Regions from separate parts of the Mus musculus genome. Here region 2 is linked to region 1. A link is a contact called in public promoter capture Hi-C data. All regions are on one chromosome and are shown on one strand. Each heading gives the region's core, a stretch centred on a gene start, on an enhancer-like site or on the middle of the called end of the contact. The rest is flanking DNA. Distances are from core to core; before and after follow the strand shown. Region 1 overlaps Gm51898 (a long non-coding RNA gene). Region 2 has its middle 8.1 kb from the start of 2210407C18Rik.

What was found. Promoter capture Hi-C pulls out the DNA fragments that hold promoters and counts their contacts.
Region 2: a contact with region 1 is called in a promoter capture Hi-C map of liver, with 2.6 times the contacts expected there. The contact joins two enhancer-like sites. A contact is called at or near these places in 6 of 39 promoter capture datasets (the 3T3-L1 cell line, cranial neural crest, embryonic stem cells and 3 more), 9 of 484 Hi-C or Micro-C datasets (the Ba/F3 cell line, the C2C12 cell line, the G1E-ER4 cell line and 6 more) and 2 of 9 other capture datasets (adipose tissue and embryonic stem cells).

The regions. Positions count from the first base shown.
Region 1 is chr11:58,222,448-58,226,029 of GRCm38.p6, forward strand. Gm51898 (a long non-coding RNA gene) reads right to left here. Exons shown (of 4, transcript XR_003949689.1): 4 at 2,950-3,582. Irgm2 (immunity-related GTPase family M member 2) reads left to right here. Exons shown (of 2, transcript NM_019440.3): 2 at 1-336. Among named protein-coding and RNA genes, the nearest start is that of Irgm2, 9.3 kb to the left of the region's middle. Within about 2 kb of position 2,089, at least 106 of the 459 cell types and tissues checked have an H3K27ac peak or open chromatin away from gene starts, as enhancers often do. A contact at or near this core is called in liver, where this site is marked.
Region 2 is chr11:58,603,653-58,607,211 of GRCm38.p6, forward strand. No RefSeq gene overlaps it. Among named protein-coding and RNA genes, the nearest start is that of 2210407C18Rik, 8.1 kb to the right of the region's middle. Within about 2 kb of position 1,824, at least 17 of the 459 cell types and tissues checked have an H3K27ac peak or open chromatin away from gene starts, as enhancers often do. A contact at or near this core is called in liver, where this site is marked.

The DNA.
Region 1 (3,582 bases), core at 839-3,338:
TAAATAAGAAAGCGAGTTTGCTCTTTAAAAGCTCGCCTGAGGTTGTATGTGTTGGTCACAGGGTATCTCACCTGGCCCCAGCACTGAGGAAACTGTGATCTCACTGTTGGCCGGGCTGGAGAAGCAGGGTGTGAATTCTCTCCGTGTCTTAGGTCATAGACATAGATTTTCTCTTTGCTGGTTGTATGTACATACCTATCTATATACAGATACAGAAGTATATGTACACAGATATTATATATTCATCACACACATTTATTATGCATTGTATGTAACATACATGTAGTGTTGATCTTTGTGATGGAATAAATAATCACAGTATATTATATAAATAGATGTATTATTTTTGTTCTTTATTTTTTGATAACTTCATGCATGAACACTGTATTCACATCACCCCACCCTTCTCTTCCCCCACAAAACTCTTCCTGCATTCCCCCACATGTTTTTAATATTGGATTTTAAAAAAGATTTTATAAAACATATATATGATATAAACATTATATATATATATAGATATAGATATAGATATAGATATAGATACACACACACACAGGGTGGGGGTAGAAGAAAGGGAGGAGGAGAGGGAGAGATTTTTTTAATATTTCACTTGTAACATCAAAAGTGTCAGAACCTGTTTCCACAGCCATGAGGTCCCCCCTGAACAGTGGCCTTCCCTTCTTGCATTGAATCCTAGGGAAAAACTGACACAAAGAAACAGAAGGCAGGAGGCTCAGCTAGTCCAATGTGTACATCTTTGGGTCCACCCTCAGGCGGTACCTCCCTGGAAAAGACTGCTATAATTTAGTATGAACAGGCAGCTCCTTTCAGTATACTGCTCCAAACAGTCTATAGAGAGGACAGTGTGAAAGAATCTGATTGTCTCGGAGCCAGAAGGCTGCTGAGTGACAGACTGGCTTTCACTCGAGAGCTTGGGAAGAAGGTTCTACTACTATCCAGTAACTGATGACGGAGTAGGTATTTCTGCAAAATTGACTGGGAACGCTCAGGCTCAAGAGGTAAACAGCACTCACAAAGCCCCTCTCCATGTCTCAGATACAGCTTTCATGACCTCTGACCCATGCAGGGGTGGGTTTTTCAGTTCTTAGATACCTTGCTTCTGTAAGTAACCCTTTGCCTATGTTCCTGCAACCCCAGTAAATCCACTGGTTCAGTACACAAGACTTGGGTGGGATTGCTACTCTGGGCACCACTATCTGGGATGAACAGACATTTGTCCAGGTCTCCCTAGGAACAGTCACACAACACTGGTTCTCACTCATGGCCATGCAATGAGCATTCACCATGGTAGGGAAGCATAAACGAGCAGTTTGAAGCATAACTGGCTGTAAGAATATAATATTGGAACCCTGCTGCTGCTCAGGCCACAGCACCTGCCGCTGCTCCTTCTCACAGACACTGACAGGCGTCCTGCCAACAGACTCCCAGATGCCAGAGTGTCTGTCTCACATGCTGAAGTGAGGTGGCCTCAAAGCTCACATTTCACCTCCCACCCACTTCCTTGACTTCTGGAAATCAGACATCCTGGCTCCATTCTTGTGCAGTGAAACCTACCAGATCCTCGGAAAGGAATAAGAGACCCCACCCCACCCCCTGCTTCTGCCACCCACATAGGCCCTGATTTCTTCCCAACAGTGTTCCAGCCTTGCTGTTGTCTGTCTGTCCATGGGGTTAATAACTCTTCTTCTTTTTTTTTTCTTCCCCCCTTTGGGGTTTTTCAAGACAGGGTTTCTCTGTATAGCCCTGGCTATCCTGGAACTCACTTTGTAGACCAGGCTGGCCTCGAACTCAGAAATCCACCTGCCTCTGCCTCCCAAGTGCTGGGATTAAAGGCATGCGCCACCACAAACTTTTTACCCTTAACAGTCCATCTCCGTCAATTACTTTCTTGAGTTCCCACCTGAAAACTTTCACTAATAAGGCATAGCATGTTCTCACTGACAGACCCGGGGTGAGCTTTCAAATATCGTGAGCCAGTTCTTCTTTGCAACCACCTTTGTGGGAACTAAAAGGGGACAGGGGAAGAAGGGGGAGGGAGGCTAGCCCACATCCGGCCAGAGTTCCTCCTATGCTCTGGGCAGGCGGACTCGGGTTAATCCTTAACTCAGCAATTCACAAGCTGTGGCTTCTGTATGTTGCACACACGATTTTTCTAAGAGTCCTAGTGTTTTTACTAAGGGTTTGTTTGTTTGTTTGTTTTGGCTTAGTTTTACTAGTATAAGATTTTATGCATTCTCTATCTTCTTTCCGGAGTCTAATTTTTACATATCCAAAGGAGACCAGGACCAACTCTCAAATGTTGTACAAAACTCATTTCATAATTTAAGTAGCTTTTTCCTTTCTTGAGGTCCCATTACTGACTCTGCTTCATTTTCTAAATTTATTTCTAGACATAATTTCTTCCTTCCTTTCTTTCTTCCTTTCTTTCTTTCTTCCTTCCTTCCTTCCTTCCTTTCTTTCTTTCTTTCTTTCTTTCTTTCTTTCTTTCTTTCTTTCTTTCTTTCTTTCTTTCTTAAAGATTTATTTATTATTATATGTAAGTACACTGTAGCTGTCTTCAGACACACCAGAGAAGGGCGTCAGATCTCATTATGGGTGGTTGTGAGCCACCATGTGGTAGCTGGGATGTGAACTCAGGACCTTCGAAAGAGCAGCCAGTGCTCTTAGCTGCTGAGCCATCTCTCCAGCCCTAGACATAATTTCTTCAAACTTTCTTTGCAAGTCAAACATTAATATGAAACTACCATTGTGCAGTTATTACATTGTTCCAAAAATGAGAATGCACAGCCTGCACCTGGGCCACTAGGACTGTGCTGTGCCTCCCCCCCACCCCATGCCTCATAAGAACCATTATATCAAGGAACATCTAGTTTCACAGAATTCACCAGAGCAGGAGAAAAAAATAGGAAAGTCAGATATAATAGAATAATTATGCACACCAAGGCCAATTGAAAAGTAGTCACACACAAATAAAATCTATACAACCATTGTCCAGTGCTAAGGTCAGGAGAAATGGGAACCAACTTTTTACAAATGAGCTGCCTGCGGGCTTCTGAGAGGTCACCATCCAGGCCTGCTGCGGGTAGCTCCTTATTTCTGATGGCAGGTCACCTGTAAGGATGTGTCTCCTATTTCTCAGGGTCCCAGGCACCATACATGTCATGGTATGCAGTCCCCAGCATTTAGGGATTCAGGGTGCTGGGATTCCAATGCTGAATTGGTGTGTGGATTGGCAGTATGGGCAGACAGCTACAAAAAAACATCCCCAGCCTGTGTCTGAAAACAGCCTACAGAAAACCTAGGACAGAGATGGGGAGGAAGCAGGGAGGCATGTACTTGCTCCCCCTAGTGGTAGGATCGGCAACCTGCAGAAGGAACGCTCCGTGACCTTTCTGGGCTCTGCTCATTTTCATCTGGGAAAGCTGATATAAACAATTCCATTTACAGCTGGGTATCTTTCCACACTTGTCTCTCAACAGCACACCTCCCCCAAGTATGGCTGATTAATCATCCCTTTCTCTGACCCCTGGTGGCAGGTGACCTGCGGAGCGTGGAGGAGGA
Region 2 (3,559 bases), core at 574-3,073, 380 kb after region 1:
CATGTGAGGAGAGGAGGAGGGGAGGGAAGCCACCAACCAAGAGGGGTGGCCTGGGCCTAGAGACTGGCCAAGAGACCAGAAGGGTAAAGGGTAGACAAAATATCAGGTAACCATAATTATATCTGGATTATATAGGGAAGGGCAGCCTAGCCCCTGGGCTAGAGAAGGTTAGGGCAGCCAGTGGGGTGTGCTAGCCAGAAGGACCTTGTAACAAATGGAGACTGAGGGAGTTGGGAAACCTAGGGCCAGGCTCATTTTGAGAAGTTAAATCGGTGCCTAGGCCATTTGTTAGGTTTGAGATCTAACAAAAGGGACCTTAAAAAATCTCACCTTAGGGTAAGACACACACAGATAGCTGGCTAGTCCCGGGTGCACCCCTAAAATAAAGCTTACTTCAATTAGACAATCTTGGGCTTCGTTTTCTCCTCACAATTTTTAGGTTTAACCTTAATGTTTGATCACTCACAAAATATACTTTTTTATATTTCTTCTTTCATCTTAAAAATATTTAATGATTTATATTTTCTTAATTTTAGAAGTTAGATTTGACAGGTGTGTTAGTTAGGGTTTCCATTGCTGTGAAGAGACACCATGACCAAAGCAACTCTTAGAAAGTCAGCATTTAATTGGGCTTGGATTATAGGTTCTGAGGCTCAGTCCATTATCATCAACACAATGAGCTGGCAGTCAGGTTTTCTCTGACTCCTGAATGGCAGAGGGAGGACAACGTTTCAGCCCTTTAGTTACTGTGTGTAGCATCATAGTGGATGAACCACTCGAAGCTCTTGGTCACTTAGGGTAAGCCTCCTTTGGGGACTCATAGGCAAACTGTATTCCTAGGGTCCTGCCATTTCTCTCTAGTGATGGGACAGAGAGTGTGGCCTGAGTAGCCCAAACCTCAAACCTCAAACTCTCTTTTTGGTGTTTGATCCTATTCTTTTCATAATATCTGAGTTATTTGCTTTCCCACCAACAGTTTGCATGAGTCCCCTTTTTGAGCATTCTTGGTGATACCTGTCGGCTGTGTTTACTCCTCACCCACAATCACACTTAGAGACCTGGGCTGGACTCTCACAGGTATTTGTCCATACTTTCTGTTCACACTGTTGATCTTGTTGTTGATCTTGTTTAATCTGTGTTCCTGTACTTTGTCCCCCCTGTCTGCTTGATGTGAAAAGTTGTTCAGGTCTTTTGTCTGGCCCAAAGGGAGACTGTCACCTTTGCACTGACATGCTTGAGCTCTTTATACGTCAGGAGCCCTGACCCTGTCACAAGTCTACACTTTGCAAGGATTTCCCTCTCACTGCCTAGAGTGTGCCGTAGTCTGTTGGTTCACTGCTTCCTCTACTGGGCAGGACATCTGACCTTCAAACAAAAACCTCCCCTTGTCTGCTTCTGCTTTTTGTTGTTACCTCTGCTTTTTCCAGTCAAAGTAAAAAACAAACAAGAACAGTAAAACTCAGTTCCTGGAGCAGACAGACCCAGGCTACTCTCAACCATGGCCGGGGACACTTCTCTTTACAGTGGAAGGAAGCCAGCCTTCCCACCCTGTGGGAGTTCTCACAGCACCCCAATGCCACCCCACTTTCCTTCACGTCTTCTCCTAAGGTTCATAGTCACAGTCCGTGGCTGTACATTTCACTGTTCTCTTATCTGCCCAGATAACTAACCTGTCTCTCTTTGTACTATTGATACTGGACCATGAATTCCAAGGTGATTAATGAGTCCAAGATAAAGAGAATTCCTGGCAAAGAAGGTGCAAGATCCAAGAGGTCATATTTATAGCAGAGTCTGGGGCAAGATTACCTCATTTGCTCTTCCCTCAGATGACACTGGCCTAGAGCCTGCACAACAGGTCAGAGTCACTTTAGGACAGGCTATGTCACTTTAGGAAGAAAATGCAGGCTGCTGTCACTCATCCCTAGAGAACAGAGGATGGGCCCAGGTGGACGGAAGTCACTTGTCTCTGCCAATTTCCTGCTCCTGGGGCAAGGCCTCAGCAAAAGCTCCATGGGAAGAACTATTCAGATATGTGGTAGCCTGGGGTCTCTCTGGGGAAGCTGGTAGAACCTGTTGGTGGGACACCCTTCTGATGTCAAAAAACAATGCTCAAAATACTTGGGGTGATGTCAGGGGTTCCTGTTCCTTGCTGTGTATCTCATACACATCTGTCTTTACATTGGTCCCATAAGACCTCTGGAGAGCATTCCACTCTCTTTTCATTCTTAGGACAGAAACAATATCCCACTGCACGTGCCATAAAATCCCCTCTTGGGGGCAGAGTGACCATCTTCCACATGGGATCAGTTCTTGGAGGAACACACTGCCTGTTCCTCAGGCTACTGGTAAACTCGTCTCCTCTCACACAATTTGGGTTGCCCAGAGCTGCTCAGTGAGGACCTCATACAGCCCTGCCATGTTCACTTGTATGTTTCTCCACCTTCTGAAGGATCCATCTCAGTCACTACATAAAGGATGTGGGCGAAAGAGAGAAAGCAGACGGATGAAACCCAGCCCAGTCAGAGTATACAGCAAAGACAGTAGACCACCCTGCCTGACCTGGTAACCAGATGCTGCGGATCATTAGGACACGGAAAATAAGCCCAACATAAAGGTGGGGCTTCTGGCAAGGGCAGGTGCAGGCAGGTGAAGGCTGATGATGTCAGGCTAACTCAGGAGTAAACATGCTCACCCAACACCCGCCATCCAAACTCAGCAAACACTGCTGAGCTGTGTCGTGCTCACAGATAAGGACTCTATGATACGTGGTCTCCTCAAGTGCTTCCTTCTCAGTCACATTTGGTATTGGCACTTACACAGCTGGTCAACTTCTTAGGAGAAGAACCCCTGAGTCTCACCTAATCTCCTCTACTCCTGGCTATCGGCCATACAGTGTGACAGTGAGGAGCTATGCAGGGTTCTGTTGCTCTCAGAAGCTCATGCCGCCATGGGACCTGCAGGTACACGGCACCAAACATTGTGCCATTTTATGCCAGTTTCCATGGCTGCCACTGAGTAGAATGAAGGCCCTAGCGTAGAGCCTCCCCACTCCTGTGTGTCACTGTGGCCCCTCCCTCTTGTGCTTCGCTCCCAGGCTTTTGCTCTCTAGCGTCTTCATCACAGGTCCCTTCTGCTCCTTTGGAGAGGAAAAGACTGAGAAGCGTTAGAGGCAGCAAAGAGCATCACCAGGTCCTAAGAGCACAGAGGCATTCATGTGAGAAGGCCAAGGGGAGGGCCAGAGGTGGCCTCTTTGGGTCAGTTTGACTTGGCCCTTTCCGGAATGATCTAGGGTGCTTCTCATGTATAGAGACTTATTCTTAGAAGCTCCATGTCTGCCTCCTGACTGTGACATTGGGTCCTAGAATGATGCTGAGCCAGCTGGAAGGCTAGCACCAGGGCATGGTTTTAAGCGTTAAGAAAACACTTGACTCTTCAGTATCACGATCCAATGAAGGCAGTCGGAACCTTAGTAGGGACATAAAGGCAAGAACTGAAGCAGAAGAACATTGCTTCCTGCCGTTCCCTCTGTGGCTTGCTCAGCCTGCTTTCTTACATCACC